Regions from separate parts of the Mus musculus genome. Here all the other regions are linked to region 4. The links are chromatin contacts, called in public Micro-C and promoter capture Hi-C maps. All regions are on one chromosome and are shown on one strand. The core of a region is the stretch at or near the end of the contact, and the rest is flanking DNA. Distances in the headings are between cores, read along the strand shown.

Region 1 (2,700 bases), core at 167-2,666, 840 kb after region 4:
AACTCTTATTGCCCCAAACAACCATCTCTCTCTCTCAAGCATGCCCACCTGGCCAAATAGAGCTAAACATCCAGGACTTCAAACCTTGCGAGACCTCGGTTTCCTACAATCTGTTACTTGATTGCAGGGGTCTGGGGCATGAACTTGGCAAATAGCCATCTCTATCCTATCAAAATGTTAAAAATTCAAACAGGCCTCAAACCATCAACACTGCTGACTGCACTGAAAATGTATGTCTGTAAGTACAACGGTCGCAATAATGGCAGGTTTGTTCACAATTCCTCCAGACTGCAACCTTCCAGTGGAGTGATAGGATGAGGTGTCAGGGCCACCGGTGACTCTCCAGAGTTCTTTGCTTGGCCATTGCTGACCTATTTGGTGCCAACCTGGCTCTCCCCTGGTTCAGGGCAGCTGTGGATCTATGCAAACACCAGACCTACACGTGATGAGAGTATCCAGTACTCAGACTGTAAGAGCAGCTCAGCCATGTCCTTTATAACTACCAAGTGGCCACGCTCACACCTTTAGAATTAGCAACCTAGGAAAATGTCCCCAGGCACATGGTCCCGGGATGGATCTGTGTCACACACCTGAACTCAATATCTCCTTTTTGAAGCCACAACCACTCCCTTGCCCCCTTACTGACTTGAAACTTTCTAAGTAGGCCAAGCTTAGCTGTTTGGAGAATTTCAGAAATACATCCATTTCTGTGTCTCCTGAGTTCAGGTAACACTCTCTCTCTCTCTCTCTCTCTCTCTGTCTCTCTGTCTCTCTGTCTCTCTGTCTCTCTCTGTCTTTCTGTCTCTCTCTCTCTCTCTGTCTCTCTGTCTCTGTCTCTCTCTGTCTCTGTCTCTCTCTGTCTCTCTGTCTGTCTCTGTCTCTCTCTCTCTCTCTCTGTCTCTCTCTCTCTCTCTCCCTCTCTCTCTCTCTCTCTCTCCTCTCTCCTCTCTCCTCTCTCCTGCACTGGACTTTTAAAACTCTGGGTTCTGTGTTTGGGCTGGGTCTAGGACCCCTACCCATTAGTAACAGATGTACAGCTTGGTCTCTATGTGGGTCCTCTAACAACTGGAGTCTGGGCTGTGTCTGACTCAGTTTCCTGCCATTGGATCCCCTTCCCCTAGCTGGGCTGCCTTGTCTGGCCTCAGTGGGAGAGGGTGTGCTTAGACCTGTGAATTGAAATGACTGTGCTAGGTGAGATTGGGGGGACGGACGGACAGGGAGGGGGCGGGACAGAACGTGGGGGGTGTGGAAAACAGATCTCCCTGACTAATGAGCTGACCATCACATATTTGCATAACAATATTGAAACAGGTGTTCCCAAACAAATGGTTCAGGCCCCTCCCCAATCTGCTCCGGGGCACAGGGGAGCAGCCTTGCCCACCACAAGGACCCTCTGTGTCCCTCTGGCACACCTGTCCTGCCCTTCAAGGCTCAGCTCCTGTACCTCTCAGATGACCTCTGACTCCTACTCAGCACCAGGAGTACTACTCAACCCACTCCCCGCCCTCTCGTGCGCACATAAGAAGTACTGCCCCTATAGGTTGGAGGTCAGATTGCAATAACAAATAATAGTTTTCCTGGTCTTTTATGTGTGTGTTTATATGTGTGTGTAGATGTGTAAGTGTAACGTGTATGAAGCATGACAGTTTTTAATGCCAGCATGTGAATGTGCCTTTCTTTAAGAGCTATTGAAAAGCTTGTCTGAGAATTTGTTTTTCTTTTTTAATGAATTCCACACATTTAATATTTTCTGAGAAATAATTAGTTTACACAGCTCTGTTGCATTGCTGTAGTGTTTATGCAAAACTTACAGTCCTTTTATGAACCTGAGACTTTTATACTTCTATTGACAGCCGCGAATCCAGCTGTCTCTACGGAGCCATTTGTCCAAATTGGAGTGAATTTTAAAAATGTAATCGCTCAAGAAAAGCTGGCTAATTGGACACGACTTTCAGCTAAACACACATTATACAAAATATTCACTCTATTACAACACAATTAGTGATTTTGCCGGTATGAAAGCGAAGGAAAAATACATTTATGAAATGAGCATAGAATGCCTGTAAGTAGCATATGCTGGATTTTCAGAACTTAGTTGAACATCACTGAAGTGCCAGTGGAGTGCCCAAAACATGTGAAGACTTGGTTCAGCCATCTTTGATGTTTTTCTGACATTCATTCATATAAAACAAAACACAGCCAGAATATAAAGTAAAATGTATGTGTGGAGATATATATATCCTGTATTTATATGTAGACAAGGTTTTACATATAAAGCAAGGTAGAGATATGTGATTTATACACATGCTTGTAAGTGTAATTTTGCTTTATGAACATTTAAATGCATAGTTATGAGAGTGTATTCTGTTATGTACGTTTGTATGTGTGCTGGTGCACATGTGTGCTTAGGTGTACTTACATGTGTACACACATGCATGTATGTAAGGCCAGAGAACGACCCCCGGGGTTATTCTTTAGGTCACAAACACCTTTTGGGGAGAGTGGGGACATAGTCTGGAGCTCACCGAGTAGGCTAGACTGGCTGACCTGTGAGATCTAGGGGTCCCTCTGCCATGGCTTCCCTAGTTCTGGGATCACAAGTATGTGCCGCTATGCTCCGTTTTCTTTTTAAAAAAATAATTTATTTTCGTTTTATAAGCATTGGTGTTTTGCCTGCATCGGTGTCTGTGTAGGGGTGTC
Region 2 (2,700 bases), core at 21-2,520, 790 kb after region 4:
GAAGGCACTAAATGTGTGTGTGTGTATGTGTGTGTGTGTGTGTATCTATCTATCTATCTACACATATATGTATATATATATATACACATACATACATACACACTATATACATACACACACATACTTACACACAGTGTGTATGTATGTGTATATATATAGTGTGTGTATATATATATACATATATGTATAGATAGATAGATAGATAGATAGATAGATAGATAGATAGTGTGTGTGTGTGTCCTGAAGTGATTTTATTTTTATTTCCTTCACTTTAAGCCTATCATTAAATTTCACAGTGCTTTCCGGGGTGGGGTAGAAGGAAGGCATTGTTCAAAATGTTGGAGACTATGGGCTGATTGGCCGGAGAAGGTGAAGCAGGGGAGGCCTCACTAGGGAAGCTTGAGGGGCACAGTCTGCCCCACTGGCAGGTAGGTGACATTCTGAGAGCGGGAGAGTTGGTACGCAATGTCCTCAGCAGCCTCCAGCTTGCGCAGCTCGATCAGGCCATCGCCTGCTGTGGCCAGCGAGTTGGCGATCAGCTCTGCCGCCTTAGCGTCCCCCTCAGCAGAAATGATGGCTGCCACCTTCTGCTGCTCAGCCTTTTCCACCACAAATCTGGCTGTCTCCGCTTCCTGCTGAGCCACCTGTTTGGCTTCCACCGCCTCTGTGAACTCCTTCCCAAAGGTCAGATGTGTCAGGGACACGTCATCTAGGATGAGCCCAAATGTGGCTGCTCGCTCTGTGAGGTCATCGCTCACCTGCCTGGAGACCAGTTCTCGCTGGGTAATCAATTCTCCAGCATCGAAGCGAGCCACCACCGACTTGAGGATCTCTGAGGTGATAGATGGCAGCACCCGCTCATCATAGTCCTGGCCAATGTTGGTGTAGATATGAGGAAGCTGGCTGGCTACGGGCCGGAAGAGGATACGCAGTGTGATGTTGACGTTCTGCAAATCTTTGCTACCAGTGATGACTGGTATATTCCGTGGTTGAGAGCGACAGTCAAATATAACTGGTTTCTGTACCCAAGGGATGAGAAAGTGAGTCCCTTCCCCTACCACAATGTCCTGTACTCCATGGAATCGGTCAAAGATGACAGCTCTGTGCCCAGCATCCACGTTATATAAAGCAGAGCTCACCACGCCTCCTGCAACTGCTAGAGCCAAGCCGAACTTTCCGATGGACTCAAACACTTTGGCAGCCATGATTCCTTTTGTTGCATTCACTCACACCTGCCTTCACTCATCTTCACATGAATTCCCCTAAGGGCTTCTTAACATGCACAAAGCTCTGGGTTCAACCTTTAGCATCACAGAGGCAGGAATGACACGAGTACACGCATGTGCGAGCACGCGCGAGCGTGCGCGCGCGCGCGCGCGCGCACACACACACACACACACACACACACAGAGGCACACATGAAAGCAGAAATCAGGGTTTTTTGAGATGCTTTTATTATATATGTATATTTATTATATACTATATATGTTATACATATATAATGAAAACAAAGTATACTTTTATATATAATATATAAATAATTATATAAACACACATACACGTGCGCGCGCGTGTGTTTTGTGTGTGTGTGTGTGTGTGTGTGTGTGTGTGTGTGTGTGTGTGTGTATAAAATATCCCTTGGCTTCGTCTCTCTTTTTCTTCATTGTAGCATCTCATTAAATGAAGGTTCAATATCCCAGTCACCTCTGAAGAAAACGACCCATATTGTGGCATTCTTTTTATTTATTTACTGCCTTTGTCTTACCCATGCATAGAAATTTGGGCACAGTGCTTCCCTCCCCAGATTTCAAAGGCATTTCCCTAATGTTCTCTAGCTCGGGAGACAACTATTGTTGATAACCTCAGTGTCTTTGTGACCTCTCTCTCTCTCTCTCTCTCTCTCTCTCTCTGTGTGTGTGTGTGTGTGTGTGTGTGTGTGTGTGTGTGTGTGTGTGTATGTGGTTTTATGTTTCTCTCTGGTAGTTTTTGGTATTTTTAATTTTAGTTCACTATGAAATTTCATAATGATTTTATTTATTATGCTGGGCATAAATAGATCCCATAAGTCTGAAAATCTATACTATTCTGTTTTAGTTTTTTTTTTTTTCTGACTAGTGTTTTGATAAGATTCTCAGCTCTAGACTAGACTGGATTAGACTTTTCATCCTCTGAAGTACTTTCTAATTTATTCTCTTTTCCTGTTCTTTCCATTCTCTTATCATTTCATTTACTAACTTTAAAGATAGTTTTACACTTATTTGCTTTATTTTATGTGTATTAGAGTTTATCCCGTGGGTATTTGTACACCATATGTGTACCTGGTGCCTGAAGAAGTCAGGAGGAGAAGATCTTGGACCATCTAGAACTGGAGTTTTAGATAAGTGTGAGCATCTTTATGGATTCTGAGAGCCAAACCCAGGCTCTCTTCAAGAGCAAGTGTTCTTAACTGCTGAGCCAACTTTCCACTGCTGTGTTTGACTCTGTGTGTGTGTGTGTGTACGTGTCTGCATGTGTACCTGTGTGTGTGTATGCATGTGTGTACATGTGTGTGTGCATCTGTGCATGTGTGTGTTTGTAGAATTCTGTATTTTGACTCAGAATTTGCAAGAGAAATTTTGTTTTTTAAAAGAAAAAAAAAACAAACAATGTAATTCCTGTTTCATGGGTTGAATGTTTTTAAATATCTCTGAGAATGTAAAT
Region 3 (2,700 bases), core at 144-2,643, 790 kb before region 4:
TGATTCTTAGCACCCACCCTAGGCCTCACAACCACCTGTGACTCCATTTCCAGGAGAGGCAACATCCTCTTTTGGCTGTAAGGACCGCAGCATACGACCTTGGTGTAGACTTAGGCACAGGGTTCCTCTGTATAGCCCTTGCTGTCCTGGAACTCACTTTGTAGACCAGGCTCGCATCAGAAATCTGCCTGCCTCTGCCTCCCAAGTGCTGGGATTAAAGGTGTGTGCCACCACCACCGAGCATAAAAACATTTTTAGAAAGTTAAAATATAAGCAATATAAGCTGGTTATTTTGTCTAACTTGAAATCCAAGTTATTCAGAGTAAGCCAATTTGTACCAACAGACTTAGGTCGGGTCTGTTTATCTTTTTTTTTTTTTTTTTTTTTTGGTTTTTCGAGACAGGGTTTCTCTGTGTAGCCCTGGCTGTCCTGGAACTCACTTTGTAGACCAGGCTGGCCTTGAACTCAGAAATCCGCCTGCCTCTGCCTCTGGAGTGCTGGGATTAAAGGCGTGCGCCACCGCCCAGTTTATCTATCTTTTTAAACAAGACACTCAAAACACAGCGTTCCTCACAAGCTTTTGGCAGTACAATAAATAAAACTTCAAGAAATGTCTTTACTTCGAATCACCTATTTGTCTCAGAGAAAATGAAGTATCTACTTTGCTCGCATCGTGTTGAGAAGCCACAACCCAATTCCACAGAATCCCAAAACCTCACATCACTTAACAAAACAAAACCAAGTCTCCTTAATTTCTGAGAAACGGCCGCCACAAAATAGGTCGCTCCCTTTCGTAGGCGAGCCCTTCACGTCCGACAACCCAGTGGCTGCGCTAGGGGATTTCGGCCATGGGTGGCTTGGGGCACGTGGCGGCCAGGGGATCCGATCTCCTCCTGCCTCAGTGGAGATGAGACTGAGCACACAGCACCCCCGGGGCAGGTCACTTCCTGAGACCACACAGTCTCGGGATCCGCGGTGGACCTCCGCTCCTTTCAAAGGCCCCTTCGCCTTCAGTTTCTCAGTCACCCGCCTCTCTCTCCAGGGGACCTCTGCCCCCCTGGGGGCGGCGACTGACGAAGCTCTCAAGGCGAGAAACGGCTCCCAAAGCCGCTCGCGAGTCCCCCTCTGCCCACAATGCACCGGGACGAGCAGGAAGGCCGCTCCGACCCCTCATTTTCCCGCGAATTCAGTTCAAAGAGGCGTCCGGGCCCGCGGTCGGCAGCGCGCACGGGCCAACCAAGCCGCGCCTCCGCGAGAAGCGCCTCCGCGTGACTGACGGGGGACTCTGCGGACCAACGGGCTGGGCGGCCCGGCGGCGCGCGCTCCCGCCGGCCAATCAGAGCGCCGGGCGGGGAAAGTGGGCGGAGCGAGGCCAGGGTAGGGTGAGCGGCCTCCGAAGCGGAGCGGGGCTCGGAGGAGACACTTTTTTTTTTTCCTCCCTCCTTCCCTCCTCTCCTCCTCCCTTCCCTTCCCCTCTCCTCCCCTCTCTCCTCCTTCCCCCCTCGGTCCGCTGGAGCCTGCTGGGGCGAGCGGTTGGTGTAGCAGGCGCGCTCACTCTCCGGGGCCGCCCGGCGGGTAGCTGGCGGGGGGAGGAGGCAGGAACCGCGATGGCGCCTCAGAAGCACGGCGGTGGGGGAGGGGGCGGCTCGGGGCCCAGCGCGGGGTCCGGGGGAGGCGGCTTCGGGGGTTCGGCGGCGGCGGTGGCGGCGGCGGCTTCGGGCGGCAAATCCGGCGGCGGGGGCTGTGGAGGCGGCGGCAGTTACTCGGCCTCCTCCTCCTCGGCGGCGGCCGCGGCGGCGGCGGCGGGGGCCGCGGTGTTGCCGGTGAAGAAGCCGAAAATGGAGCACGTCCAGGCTGACCACGAGCTTTTCCTCCAGGCCTTTGAGAGTGAGTGTGAGCGGCTTCGAGGGCAGGGGTGCCCCTCTCCGGCGTTCGGGGCACGGGGCACTCCGCCGGGTTCTCGGAGAGTCCACTTGCTTTGGGAGTGGAGGGAGGACTCGCTGGGGAACGCCGGGGTCCCGAGCAGGTCCCTGACTCCCGGAAGGGTCGCCCCGGGGCCCCCAGGTTCAGAGCAGCCTTGGAGGTGGGGACGTGACGGTTGAACTGAGCGCATATAGATCCCGAGACGAGTTGGTGTTTTCGTTTGTGTCTTCCTTACTCCACAAGTACAGGGATTATAGTTGTAGGTTTCGGGGGGACGAGACACAGCCTGTCCGGAGATGAGTGTTGTAAAGCCGAGGAAATTGTCATGGGTCTGAAATGCGTTCGTACCCACTCTGGCTGCGTGTGAGTGAACACGCAGCATTTGAAACCTTTTAAGCTTTTCAAACCTTTCCGCCCATTTTATGGGTGCGTAGACTGAGAGAGACAGAATGGGGCAAGCGTCCTCTCCGTGGACAACCTTGGAGTTGTTTCTTAATTCCAGAACATTTTTTTTTTAAATCCCGGTTTTTCGTTTTAAAAGATGCGTGGAGGGCGAAACTGACTTTTTTGGAAAGGGGATCACACAGTGCCTGGAAACAAACAATAGAATTTATAAACATTATGACTATAAATAAAATTGTTACTAAGTGGGCATTATATCCTGATGGTTTTGCACCTCTTTTGTGTAGATAGTGGAATTTAGCAATCTTCTAGCTGGGTATTTTACGGCAACTTGAATGAAGTCAGCTTTGCCGTTGAATCTCTTTATTTACACTA
Region 4 (2,732 bases), core at 218-2,717:
CATATGAAATTATTTGTTTTGTTAATTTAAAAATTAAAACAGGTTTTTTTAAAAATTACAGAATTGTAGTTGACAGTAAAATTGAGGTAAATATCCAAACCTAATTATGATTTTCAGGTTTAAGTTTAAAAAGTGATATTTGGCTATAAAGTTTACAAGTAACAGACAGAGCAAAGCTTCCGGGAAAACACAAACAAACAAATAAACAAGTAAGCACACGCTTCAAGCTGAAACTCCGTTTCAGTTTTTTTTTAAAGTCAAAACACTTTAATACTCAGATTACATATTACTGTTTGAAAATGAAATAATTACGTATAGAAGACTTTCTAAAATAAGTTCCTCTTGGAAGCCCATTTTGGGGCATTGTGTTGTAACTAAATTCTCAAAGATGTCAGTAACACAAAGGCTCCATCCATACATAACTCCTTGAAAAAACTGAAACCATGGACGCCTTGTCAAATTCAGACAGTTTATCTTGGCACTGGCAAGTACAGCAGTCTCTTCGATGTCTGGAAACGGGTCTAATTACGTCGAATGAGTAACTAAAAAATAGCCCGTGTCCCGGAACAGACAGCTTAGGGTTCACTCCATAGCATCCTGAATGGTAGGATGGAACCACGCCAGAAAGAAAGAAAAGAGAAAAAAAAAAGAAGAAGAAGAAGAGGAAGGAAAGAAACGAGAAAAGAAAATCGAGCGTGAAAGCAGGAGATAGATGCCAGGCTCTTTTAAAACAACCTTCCAGTTTTCCTGGGGCTGCCAGGGCCATCACGCCGCTCCTAAGTTTTTCTTTTCCCTTACTTTTGTTCCATTAAGTCACCCGGTCCCGCCCACATCATTTACCTGGCTCAGGGCGGGCTGGTGCACCCCTAAGCGACCTCAAGCCCAGCATGCCCCTAATCAAGACACCACACAGGGACGACCCCAGACCCCTAAAGTGCAGTCCTAGACCTCATCACACCCTGGAGTCCCAAGGCCGCACCAAGGAAGAGTCCTCTCTCTGGGAGGCGTGACCACCCAGCGCCGCGGACCCCCTGTCACCCCGCCGCACTCACTCGCGGGAGCTGCTCGCCCCGGTCACCCCGAATCCTCAGCAGCGCCCCCTCTCGGGAAACCCCGGCATGGCTGTCGAGACGCGCTCACCTGAGCCTAAGGTTGGCCATGAACTCGGGCATGGAGACGGTGTCCATCAGCACGAAGTCCGCCTTGCCGAACTCAAGGCTCTCCTGCTCCGCCATGGCGCCGGCTCAGGTGGGAGCGCTCGGGTTGGGGCGGGGGTGCTCGGCACCTTTGGGCGGGGTCGGGCCGGAGAGAGAGAGAGAGCGAGAGAGACGGCCGCCACTCCTCAGAGCTCCAGCCGGCGCGGCTCTGAACGGGCGAGGCCGGCGGCTTCCGCTCCTCCCGCGGTGGCTGCGGGTTGTGTGGGGGCCGTGGTGGCGAGACGGAGACGGCGGCGGCTGGTCCCGCCTCTAGCCTGGGTCCCGCTGGGCCCCGCCCCGCCCCGCCCCGGCCGCTCGGGCTCCGCCCCGCCGATGAGCCCGCCCAACCCCGGCCCAGCCGCCTCCTCACCTGGGCGGCGCGCACGCGTGGGGCGGGGACGCGCTCTGGGCCAGCCGCGGCGGCTAAGCGGCAGCGCCCCCTAAAGACAGGCACGGGCATCTAGCGTGGCGGGGAGCCGTGTGGACCTGACTCTGGGTAGAATAGGCCTTGTTGCCTTCTTCAACCCCTGCCTAGTAGATGCCAACAAACTTACAAATTTACAAACTTATAACTTGAGCGGCTTTGGCGCGAATTATCCATTATGATTCCCTCACATTCTTCTGTGCTCATGTGCCATCCATCCTTGAAATGGTGGCTGAATAGTTATGGCAATGGTAGAGAATACTTCCAGGTCACCGAAATGTTTAGAGCTGTTCTAAGTGCTTTAGCAAACTTAAGTAACTTGTCACACTGCTAGGAAGTGGAGGAGCTGCGACTTCGTGGAGGTCATCTGATTTACGAACCCCAGCATTCAGCCACATGGCTTACTCTTCATTTCCAGTGGTCCATTTTTTTCCACTCATGTGAGCATGTCATCAGACTAGTACCTTATACTAGTAATTTTTTAAAAAATGTATGAATCATCTCCTCGGGATGATTGCAGCTTCTAGCATAGAGGACCATGTCCTAAACTTTTTTTTTATATCCCCCACCTCCACTCTCTACACATTCCAAGAAGCTTATAGTAGTAGTTTGTATTATAAATAAGAAATCCATGAAATTAGTTCCATAGATTGTAATGAGTTATGATCTCCAATTTCAAGACACACTGGGTGTTCTTAAAATGGTTTTTGTTGGGGGGAGGGGTGTTGCTGGAGAGATGGCTCAGTGGCTAAAAGCACTTGCTGTTCTTACAGAGGACCAGAGTTAATTTCCCAGCATCCACAACAATAGCTTTGCCTGTAACTCCAGTTCAAGGAGATGAGACACCCTCTTCATACCTCTGAGGGTACCAGGCAGGAACATATATACATGCAGGGACTCACACAGTCACATAAAATAAAGGTGAATAAATATTTTTTTTTTAAACTTTTCTTTCAGGGGCTGGTGAGATGGCTCAGCGGGTAAGAGCACTGACTACTCTTCCCAAGGTCCTGAGTTCAAATCCCAGCAACAACGTGGTGGCTCACAACCACCCATAATGAGATCTGACACCCTCTTCTGGTGCATCTGAAATCAGCTATAGTGTACTTATG

What was found. Promoter capture Hi-C pulls out the DNA fragments that hold promoters and counts their contacts. Hi-C and Micro-C count contacts between places; a contact is called where the count stands out from the background.
Region 1: a contact with region 4 is called in a Micro-C map of embryonic stem cells, with 5 times the contacts expected there. The contact joins the enhancer-like site here to the promoter of Myo1d in region 4. A contact is called at or near these places in 7 of 39 promoter capture datasets (the 3T3-L1 cell line, 3T3-L1-derived adipocytes, cranial neural crest and 3 more), 1 of 15 datasets of contacts at CTCF or cohesin (embryonic stem cells), 4 of 484 Hi-C or Micro-C datasets (cerebral cortex and embryonic stem cells), 11 of 115 datasets of contacts at active chromatin or transcription factors (astrocytes, differentiating embryonic stem cells, embryonic basal ganglia and 5 more) and 3 of 9 other capture datasets (embryonic stem cells, embryonic tail and embryonic trunk).
Region 2: a promoter capture Hi-C map of embryonic stem cells shows a contact between it and region 4, with 4 times the contacts expected there. The contact joins the promoter of 1700071K01Rik here to the promoter of Myo1d in region 4. A contact is called at or near these places in 5 of 39 promoter capture datasets (the 3T3-L1 cell line, the HPC-7 cell line, cranial neural crest and 2 more), 1 of 15 datasets of contacts at CTCF or cohesin (stem cell-derived epiblast-like cells) and 1 of 115 datasets of contacts at active chromatin or transcription factors (embryonic basal ganglia).
Region 3: a contact with region 4 is called in a promoter capture Hi-C map of pre-B cells, with 2.5 times the contacts expected there. The contact joins the promoter of Suz12 here to the promoter of Myo1d in region 4. A contact is called at or near these places in 1 of 39 promoter capture datasets (pre-B cells) and 1 of 115 datasets of contacts at active chromatin or transcription factors (pancreatic cancer cells).

The regions. Positions count from the first base shown.
Region 1 is chr11:81,615,290-81,617,989 of GRCm38.p6, forward strand. It overlaps a transcript of Asic2 not described here. Among named protein-coding and RNA genes, the nearest start is that of Gm11418, 29 kb to the left of the region's middle. Within about 2 kb of position 1,417, at least 2 of the 459 cell types and tissues checked have an H3K27ac peak or open chromatin away from gene starts, as enhancers often do. A contact at or near this core is called in embryonic stem cells, where this site is marked.
Region 2 is chr11:81,572,269-81,574,968 of GRCm38.p6, forward strand. It overlaps 1700071K01Rik (RIKEN cDNA 1700071K01 gene), which reads right to left and starts at 1,271. Exons shown (of 1, transcript NM_001033765.2): 1 at 234-1,271. The coding sequence starts at 1,205. The coding sequence ends at 390. It also overlaps a transcript of Asic2 not described here.
Region 3 is chr11:79,991,713-79,994,412 of GRCm38.p6, forward strand. It overlaps Suz12 (SUZ12 polycomb repressive complex 2 subunit), which reads left to right and starts at 1,394. Exons shown (of 16, transcript NM_199196.2): 1 at 1,394-1,887. The coding sequence starts at 1,608.
Region 4 is chr11:80,778,558-80,781,289 of GRCm38.p6, forward strand. Myo1d (myosin ID) reads right to left here and starts at 1,468. Exons shown (of 22, transcript NM_177390.3): 1 at 1,141-1,468. The coding sequence starts at 1,235.